Regions from separate parts of the Mus musculus genome. Here region 2 is linked to region 1. A link is a contact called in public Hi-C data. All regions are on one chromosome and are shown on one strand. The core of a region is the stretch at or near the end of the contact, and the rest is flanking DNA. Distances in the headings are between cores, read along the strand shown. Region 1 holds the start of Mark3 (MAP/microtubule affinity regulating kinase 3). Region 2 overlaps Gm40578 (a long non-coding RNA gene).

Region 1 (5,035 bases), core at 968-3,467:
GAGCTACACAGTGACATGGCAGATTAGATAGATAGATAGATAGATAGATAGATAGATAGATAGATAGATAGATAGATAGACAGACAGACAGACAGACAGACATGGCAGATTAGATAGACAGACAGATGATAGTATAGAAATTTAAAGAAGACTAAAATGGTGTCTTTCATTATCATAAACCTGTTTCTTCAATTTAGAAAGCATAAGTTCTAGTTCTACCTAAAGTTTTGATTTCAATGATCAAAGCCAATCAACTGATTTACTTGCTTCATTTTTTAGGGTAGCCAAAGAATATGATGATCAATCAGGTCAAAGATAAGTTTCTTCAAAAGAACATAAAGAGGAAAGGTCTCAGGTGGATGTGTCTGTATCCTCTGCTGTGGGGAAACTGAGGCAGAGGCTCCCTTAGACAGCCCAAGCAACACAGCAAGAACTGTGGAACAAAGAAGTGAGGAAGAGAAAAAAAAGAGAAAGAAGGGGAGAAGGGTGAGGAAGGAAGAGGAGGGAAAAGGTCTAGTCTAAGCTCTCCCAGTTAGGAAATCTTCTATCTATCTCAGGGGGAAGAACATATACAACTGTATAGTAACACACCACAGAGATGACTTAGACCAAATAGATTAAATTACCTAATAGCTATCAAGCACAAGTGTCATTTTGAAGATTAAAATGAAGGCATTTGATACCACTAGGTCACCATGTCTAAGGATGGTTTTCAAAGCATGAAAACACCCGAAGCATGAAAGCTTTTCCAAAGAGACTGCATTTTCTTGCCAGCAGTTACCTCATAGCTCCGCATAATGAAAGGCCAGTGAAGTTTCTTTACAAGTTATTTACTAAATGCTTTACAGAGGACAAAGCTAGGCTGGAACACTTTGGAATCCGATGCGGAAGAAGAGTTCAAAAAACACTTGGGCAGGTCAAACATTTCTTCAGTAGAACTTCTACTACACGTTTGTCACTCCCTAGCAATGCTGCTCCAGGCTGTGGTTTGGTTTGGTTCTGCAGGTCCTTTCCAACAAAATCCTTTTACATAGATTTGCTGGGTGTGCACACTGGACCGGGCCTGAGAGCTACTCCAAGCCAACCTTTTGCAGCGGAAGGAAAAGGCAACCCAGTGGGTGTCCCTCGGCCGGGCAGCAGAACAGAGCAGAGCTTCACATCTGCTTCTCAAAACACTCAGCCCGCTGCTTCCGAACAGATTTAGCTTTGCCAAGGACGGGAAGCTACTCCTTGATAAAGGCAGCGGCTCTGGAGCAGAGAACTACTCTTGTGAGTGCGGGAACTACGGGGGCCCACAAGGATCTCTCCACGGGGCACTTAGTTTTGGCAGTTGTCATTAAACTTAGTCCCCTTTTAAAGGGCGCTCCGCTCGACCCGATTGGATCCTATTAATCTGCACCTAGGTCTGACTGGCAGGCTCAGACCCTGCCCGACGTTAAGAGGAGAGTTGTGTTCAACCGCGCACTGGCCGCAGCAGCGCACGGACGGGTAATGCTCAGCCGACCGTAAGGACAGCGCGCAGGCCGCACGCGCGCCGCAGGACAGGGCTGCGCCTTGACCCCTGCCTGGAGCATCTGGGCTGGATCCCCCTGCTACCACCCTGAGGGTCTGCCACCCTGCAGCGCAGTCCACTCACGTTTTCAGTGTCTCGTTCATTCACCGTTGGCAAAGGGGTCCTAGTGGACATCTTATTGCGCTTTGATTCCGCACAACGCCAAGGCGAAAACAAAACCGCCCAGCTTTGGGCGGCCGGCGAGCAGCGGCCGCGAGCCTCCGGGCCCTGCCCTCCCTGGCCGGAGTCTAGATCTCCGGCCTGGCCCGGGCCGTGCGCCCGCGGGCCCCGGGGCTCATTCTCCCCCAGCGCCGGCGGCCGCACTGGAAGCGGGCCGGCTGGCCGCCGCCGCAAGCCTCAGGGCACCTCACGGGCCTCGCGGGCCCCGCGCCTCCTCGCCGCTCGCAGCCGCAGCGCCGCGGAGCTCAGCCCCGGGGGCTCGACACGGCGCGGCCGGCAGCCCCTGAAGAGGCAGCAGCGCAGGAGGATGGAGCGGAGATGGAGCGCAAGACAGGCCGCCGCGGCCTGCAGGCGCCGACCATGGAGGGAGCCGCGGAGGAGGCGCCCACGCCCGGCTGCTTTCCCTTCTCCGGCTCGCTTTCCGCCCGGCCTCGCCCTGCCGGCTGCCACCGCCGCTCCCGGCACCTCAGGAGCCTTACAGACTCAAGATGGCCGCGCCTCGGCTTCCTCCGCTGCCTCCGGCTGCCGGAAGTGACGCTACGGCCGCCTGGAGTTCCGCCAATCAGCGCGGTCGGAGCTAGCTGCCGGCTGCTGTTGCTAGGGGCGACTCGTCCTGTTGGGTCTGAGGGGGTGGTGCCGTCGGAAAGGTCTTGCTTGGTCTCCTCTCTAGCGGGCGGAGAGTTCCAATGGTCCAGATTGCCTGGGCATCCCTGACCCCTCCGGACCACTTCCCTAGAGGGCATCCTGTGCCCGACTGCTGGGCTGGCATTTGCAGAGTACAGATCTAGGCTGTCTGGATTATACTACACATGAAGAGCCTACTGTTTGCAAAAATTGACTTTTCTTTCCCGCGGCCACGCTGCAAAGGATGGAGCTCCAGCAGCGAAGCAGCAGTCACTGGTCTAGCTGAAGAGGAAGGAGCCAGGCTCCTGCTTCGTAACCGAGGCATCTAGCATCCAGCCAAAGAACTTTTTTGCCTCTGACTAAGGAGCCACTGGTTATCGGAGCCGGCTCAATTGAATACCCATTCGGATGAAAGAGTGAAGTATAAAATAACAAGGTAGCACAAAAAGCTGGGAAGAGGGACTCGATGAGATCACGTAGACGCCCCCAGGATCAGATCCTAAATGCCGGTAGGGGCTTATATAATCAATATTTCTCTGTCTCTTCCTCTCCCTTTCGTTCTCTCACTCCCTCTATCCCTCACTTTTCCCCTCTGTCCCTTTCTCCTTCCTCCTCTCTCGCCTCTCCCTCTCTTACTTCAGTCTTCTGAAGAGCGATATTGCTACAGGCTTGGACCAGGGAGTGACCTGCAGGTGGAACTCTGAATATGCTGCCTCTTCTAGAAGGCCTGCTCAGCGTGTCACCTCTTTATGTCTTCTAAGGAGAGAATCCATTGGTAGAGGAGGGAGGGCTATGTGAGCCGGGGTAAGACAAACTGTTACTAATAGTCCACCTTGTGCCGGTTATTCATTAAGCCTCAGTGTAGCCGCATAAGATGCTCAGGCACAGCACGTGACCTAAAGTCTGGGTAAGTTGGTTACTTTACCCAGGCCATCGGTGGTGTTGGTTATAGAAGGATCTGAACCCCATTCCTACAGCTTTAGAAATGGCTAAACTTGTGAGTGACTAAACTTTGCTTTCTTTCCTTCTTATGTTTTGTTTGCTTGCTTTGGTTCTGCCCCCCCAACACCCCGATATCCTGGTGTATCCTGCTTTGTGAAACAACAGATCTTCAAACACCAGCATCACATCCAGAGAGGCCAGAGGGTCCCAAGACAAAACAAGCCGGGGCCAAGACGCACTCAGAGCTCCTATCTCACCCTCTTAGGGGTGTGCTCGGGGCACCAGATGGGTTATTAAATGTTATTCTCTTTCTCCCTTTTTGGTTAAGCAGAGGACTGCAGAGGAAAGCCTCTGAATCAAATGTTTGCTCCACACAGTTCAACTGAAATGTAGGTTGTGATGAGTGGACACGTGCTCCACAGCTAAGAGACCAACCGAGGGCATCCTATCCCACTCGTGGGTCTAAGGGGAGACTTACAGAAGGCATACTTACTCTGAAGATGGAATGATAGCTGAAGAGACAGAGTGATGCCTAGGGCCTGTCAGACACCCAGTTTAGCCTAATACAGAAAAGCACGGAGGTGAGAAACAACAGGGTGAATCCAAGGAAATTCAACAGGAGCATGTGAGAGGCAGGAGCCAGGGAGAGTTAGACATGGCCCGAAACAAGTTCTCCCCTCCACCCTGAGGAATTCTGGTGCTTCAGCACTGGCTCCTGAAGAATTGGGGAAACTTCCCAGAAGGTTGTCAGCCTCTCTCCGGCAGGAGCTTTACAGAGGTCTGTGGACACTTCAGAGCACCCACACGGGCCAGAGAAGTAACTGGTCACGAGGCTTCCCCCAGGGGGACTTCCTCACTCAAGCGACACATTAAACTCTGAGTCAATGAATGCCAGAGGTTAGGGGTAAAGATGACAGCACTTCACCTCAAGCTACCTCCTAGTTTTCATAAAGTTTGGAATTGAAGCTGACGAGATGTAGACTCACCGTAAAGAGCTGGAAGCAGCAAGCATATCTGTGGCCCATGAAAAGGGAGAGGGGGACCAGGAGGGCATGGGCTGGAGAAGGACGAGGTTGTGTCCAGAGGAATGGAGCAATTAAACTTTAAACTATTCTTTTCATAATTCTTGTTTCTGGCTTGATTTCCCGCCCCCTTATTATTATTTTTTTAGACAGTCTTGCAGCGTAGCTCAGGCTCAAGCCAATTCTCTCCCCCACCGGCCCTTTATTATTTATTTTTAGACAGTCTTGCTGCGCAGCTCAGGCTGGCCTTCAGTTCCTACCCTGCCTCAGCCTTCCTGAGGCCGAAAGTGCAAGTGTACACCCCGCATGCCCAGTCTGTTTCCTGTCCTCCTACTGAAGCAGTTCCTACCTTGAGCATCGTAACAACAAACCCACTGCAAGTCAGAAATGCACCCAGGGCTGGGGAGATGGCTCAGCGGTTAAAGGTCTCGGTGCTCAAGCAAAAGATTGGATCTCCCAAATCCACGTAAACTCCAGGTGGGCACAGCAGCTCGCTTGTGTCCCAGCGGTTGAAAGACAGGGTCTCTCCTTGCTCTGGAGCTCCCCACAGATTGGCTGGCTGTGCAGCCGGCCCCAGAGATCTTGCGCTCTCTGCTTCTTCAGCCCTAGGGTTACAAGCATGTACCACCACACCTGTCTTCTTTATCTGGGCTCCGAGCATAAGGCTCAGGTCCCTGTAGTTGCATGGCGAGCACTTCACATTCTGAATCTCCCT
Region 2 (4,736 bases), core at 810-3,309, 75 kb after region 1:
TGGTTACCTGTGCCTTTTTTTTTTTTTTTAATACCTGGGGCAGGAGAGACGACTTAGAGGTTAAGTGGGAGATACTGGTCTTCCAGAGGACCTGAGTTTAGTTCTCTGCACATACTTCTGTGCCACCCTGCATCTGCTTTCCCCTCAGGGTAGCTAGGCTCGTTCTGGAACCAGCTGGACTAGAGGGAGGGACGCTTAGCTGGGTGCAGGTGAGTGCAGTGCAGGATCTAGCTTGGGTAATGAACAGCTGGGAACAGCTTCAGAGAAATGGTTCCATTTACTGAGGGGTACTTATGCCCCTGGAGAGGTGGCCAGAGTCTCTGGGGCAAGGTTTATATGGCTGTGTGTGTACCAGGGCAGGGGTCAGGGCTGTTGGAAGATGCTTTATCTACATACTCAGGGGCTTTTAATGTGTGTGTGTGTGTGTGTGTGTGTGTGTGTGTGTGTGTGTGTGTGTGTGTGTGTGTGTGTGTAGGGACCCTATAAGGTCAAACAAGGAGTGAAGCTTGGTTACTGTCAGGGTAATAAATTCTTACTAGGGTTAGCGGGGCTGGTTTTATGGAACAGATTGGGAAGCAGGAGGGAGCCAACTCCTTCTGTCCTCAAGTTTGAGGTGTCTGGGTTTGAAGCTCCTCTGTAACCCTGGGCCATGAAGGTCCCACAGCTCCTCTCTCTTGCTTTATAAGAGGGCAGTATCATCAAAGTCAGCATCCATGTGGGGGATGGTTTGATACTGGACCAGAACCTGATTGGCAGTGGTTCGTGCACTGCTACTTATCTGTTGTTTTGGAAACTGGATGGGGCAAAGTACCAGGAGGAGAAGGGGAGGAGCCAAGCCATCAGGGTGGGTACCATGGGGTAGGGTGCTGGGTGCATAGCATGTCCTGAGGTCTCCCTGGAGATCTTTGAGCCTTTGTCAGTTTTGTTCCACCAGCCCCATTCATTGACAAAGGAGCCACATTCTTCCCCCAACACAATGCAAGCCACGCCCCTCCCTGCTCAGCAGCCAATAAGTCTAGAGTTCTGTAGAACAACCCTTGCTGGGGGGGGGAGGGGGGAGATCTGTCGATGGAGGGACTAGAGACTGTCCAAGGAGGAAGGTACAGCTGGGTAAAACTTATCCTGGAAATCGCCAGCCAGATGGTGTGTCTGGACGAGGGCTGCTCCAGCGGGGCTCATGACGCCCAGTTGAGATGGTGGACAGAGGGATGAAGACGTCCCTGGTCCCCTCCCAGCTGTAAAGTGCGTTCTTTGGGCTCATAGAGATAAACCTGGGGAACAATCGTTGCAGGGGTGCAGAAACTTTGAAAAGCGGGGTTTAATGCAGGAACTGGTTATGTTATTGCACCGGAGAAGAGCAAGGGGGAAGGGTAACACATACTGGCTTGGTGACCGTGATGTTACTGCAGTGTGTAGGATGGGACCTTGAAGAGGGCCTATGAGGCAAAGGGGGAGGATAGATTAAAAGAAGGAATGTTTTGTAAGTTTTGTGTGGGTAAGGCCCACAGGGTTCATGAATCGAGTCGTTAATGGGATCAGCTGCCAACAGTGGATGGGAGGGGGAAGTGCAAAAGAAAAGGCGTAGAGAGATGACCAAGCCAGCTCAGTCAGTCAACAGGTTCTCCAGCGCAGGAGCAAGGATCAAAAAGAAAAAAGACAACTAGACAACTTTCTAGCATGACCCCAGCTGGTTCTGAGGCTGAGTCAGGTTAATTTTTTTTTTCCAGTCTGCTTTTATACCACTTTAATTACATGCAAATAATAAGGTGAGTTCTAGGTTGAGGAAGAAACAAGACAATAAACACAAATAGTCAAGGAACAAGCAAGGCAATAAACAAAGCCCCATGATCACTTTATCTAAGGGCTGATCAGGATGACCAGGATATCTGAGCCTACGTCTTTTTTCTAGCTCAAAATGGTGGTAAGTGTTTTGTTTGTTTGTCTTTTTTTCTAGCTCCAAATCAGATTCCTGCCAGAGCTTACTTCCCTGTCCTGGGCCAATGTCAGATTTCTGCCAAGCGGGCCCCAAAAGCTGTCCACAAAGAGAGTTAGGGGGAGGGCTAGGGGGAGGGCTAGGGGGAGGAGGCCCGCTGTTTAATGGATACATTGTAGCCAGGAGAGGGTGGCTTGAATCTCCTTTGGAGTTTGATTCTGTTAAAGAATGGTAACTGGGTAAAGGCCAATTTGGAGGCAGGGAGGAGTTGTCGGGAGATGTGCAGGTCCCCTACTGGGTATTTGGCGTAACTGTAAGGGTAGAGCTTACCCACAAGTCCCATTCATCATCATTTGTCCCAGGGACCACCAATGGAAAGCTGAAAATGAGTATTAATGTTAGTGAGCATGGTGCCACCTTGGCCAGGGGCGTGGATTCCATTCAGCATCTCCAAGATCTGCAGCCTCCATCTATGGAGGCTTTCTGGAGGCAGTCACCTGCGTTGTGGTAAGGGAAGCAGAGGAAAGGGCTGGGGGTAGTGGAGGGAGATGGAATTAGGGTGTAGCGGAATCTCAATCCAGGTCCGGCACCCTTCAAGGAGGCAGTCCTGGGTTCCTGTGATCTTACTGTGTCCATTATACACCTCTCTAGCAAAGAGAGGGTCTCCATTGATGGGTATCAGGAGGGTTAGGAATGAAGAAAAAGAAAGGCAGCCATCAGAGCATCGGAGAGGGAAGCCTGTGGGGGGCACGTGGCCTAGGCAGCTGCCACTAGGTCATGCATGTCCTGCCAGGAGATCCTGATCTACCAGTGGTGGTACCTCCTCGGCCTCCTCAGTCCTTCATCTGTCAGGAGGGGTGGGCCATCTTCTTGGTTGGTGGGGTGGTGTCGAGCATTTCTGACTGGAACCCAAATAGGCCTGGGCTGGTCCCATGGAACGACACAAACAAAACTCTTTCTGGTTGTGAGAAGGGGATCTGGTCCCTTTTAAATCCCATCCAAGGGATCGCATCATTGTACCAGGATGAGAGGAGTTGACCTGGTGAGTGCCAATGGAGGAGATGGGGAGGGTGTTTGCCACTCTTGTAAATATTAAATGTGTTTTGAATAGTCAGAGCCATCACTAATTGTTTGTTGGGTGGTAAGTGTTTTTGTTTGTTTGTCTTTAAGTTGCGCTTTTAGGGTTTGATGTGTTCTTTCCACTTCCCCTTGGCTCTGGGGGTTGTAAGAAATCCTGTGTGGTGGGGGATTTCTCATTGTGAGCAGAAGGTTTGAATTGGGAACTGGTAAAGGCAGAGCTGTTTTCAGTTGTTATCTGTTGAGGAATGCCCGTTATGGTGAAGGTGGAAAGCATATGGTGGACTATGGCCATTAGGGTCCCACACTTCTGGCAGCACACAGTCACCCCCAACTCCAGTTTTAGGGATCTAATGCCCTTTTCTGATGTCTATGGTGTGTATGTCATCCCCCCCCCCCACACACACACATAGCGTGCACAGACACAGTCATACCCACAAATGCACAAATATAAAAACAAGTATTTGTTTGTTTGTTTATTGTTTTGGTTTGTTTTGTGACAGTGTTTTTGTTTGTTTGTTTTTGTTTTTTGTATAGCCCTGGCTGTCCTGAAATTCTCTCTGTTGACCAGGCTGACCTTGAACTTGGAGGATCACCTGCCTCTGCTTCTGCCTCCTGAGTCCTGGGATTAAAGGTATGTGCCTCCATTGCCTAGCTTTAAAACAAATCTTTAAGGAACATGCCAGGTTGCACGGGATTTGCCTACTTCTTGTCCTGTGGAGCATCTCAAGCCACTGCTCATGTCACTTTCCACGTAGCCCTCAGTACAAGGTGTTTGCCAAAGCCTTTGAATGGGGAGCAATGTTCTCTCAGGAGCTTAGTTTTCTCTAGAGTCAGTTCTCTTATTCCAGCATCATGAGGTTCTGGTGACTAAACTCAGGCTGTCAGGTTTGTGCAGCAAGTACCTTTACATGCTGAGCTATCTCAGTGTGTGTGTGTGTGTGTGTGTGTGTGTATGTGTGTGGGTATGTGTATGTATATGTGTGTGTACATGTGTGTTTGTGTGTGTATGTATGTGTGTGTACGTGTGTGCACGTGTGTGTTTGTGTGTGTGTATATGTGTGTGTACGTGTGTGTTTGTGTGTATGTGTGTGTATGTGTGTGTATGTGTGTGTATGTATGTGTGTGTATGTGTGTGTATGTTTGTGTGTGTATGTGTGTGTGTATGTGTGTGTATGTGTGTGTGTATGTTTGTGTGTGTATGTGTGTGTATGTGTGTATGTGTGTATGTGTGTGTTTGTGTGTGTATGTGTGTGTATGTGTGTGTTTGTGTGTATGTGTGTGTTTATGTGTGTGTGTGTGTGTATGTGTGTGTATTTAAGATTTAAAAATTTTAGTTATTTTTATTACATGTACATGAGTGTTTTGCTTGCATGTATGCATATCTGTCACATGCATGCAGTGTCCACAGAGACCAAAAGAGAATATCCAGTCTCCTAGAACAGGTGTTAGAGATGGTCCTGCAAGAGCATCAGGTGCTCATAACTACTGAGCTATCTCTCCAGCACCCCCCGATTTATGTATGTGTGTGTATGTTTGTTTTTACTTTGTGTTTAAGTGTGTATGCCTTTATGTATGTCTGTGCACCACATAGATGCAGTGCTTGAGAAGGCCAGCAGAGGGCGCTGGAACTGGAGTTACTGACACTTGTGAGCTGCCCTTTGGGTCCTGGGAACCAAACTCAGGTTCTCTTCAAGAACAGTTAAGAGCTTTAAGCCACTGAGCC

The links. Hi-C and Micro-C count contacts between places; a contact is called where the count stands out from the background.
Region 2: a contact with region 1 is called in a Hi-C map of astrocytes, with 3 times the contacts expected there. The contact joins the enhancer-like site here to the promoter of Mark3 in region 1. A contact is called at or near these places in 8 of 39 promoter capture datasets (the 3T3-L1 cell line, 3T3-L1-derived adipocytes, embryonic stem cells and 3 more), 4 of 484 Hi-C or Micro-C datasets (astrocytes, nephron progenitors and uterus), 7 of 115 datasets of contacts at active chromatin or transcription factors (the SCID.adh cell line, bone marrow-derived macrophages, craniofacial prominence and 2 more) and 3 of 9 other capture datasets (adipose tissue, liver and pancreatic islet).

What each region holds. Positions count from the first base shown.
Region 1 is chr12:111,571,703-111,576,737 of GRCm38.p6, reverse strand. It overlaps Mark3 (MAP/microtubule affinity regulating kinase 3), which reads right to left and starts at 2,217. Exons shown (of 18, transcript NM_001370744.1): 1 at 1,637-2,217. The coding sequence starts at 1,687. It overlaps 2810029C07Rik (RIKEN cDNA 2810029C07 gene), which reads left to right and starts at 2,336. Exons shown (of 2, transcript NR_045295.1): 1 at 2,336-2,865; 2 at 2,998-4,421.
Region 2 is chr12:111,497,169-111,501,904 of GRCm38.p6, reverse strand. Gm40578 (a long non-coding RNA gene) reads left to right here. Exons shown (of 3, transcript XR_003950153.1): 1 at 1-2,440; 2 at 3,548-3,644. Among named protein-coding and RNA genes, the nearest start is that of Gm40578, 3.2 kb to the left of the region's middle. Within about 2 kb of position 2,059, at least 11 of the 459 cell types and tissues checked have an H3K27ac peak or open chromatin away from gene starts, as enhancers often do. A contact at or near this core is called in astrocytes, where this site is marked.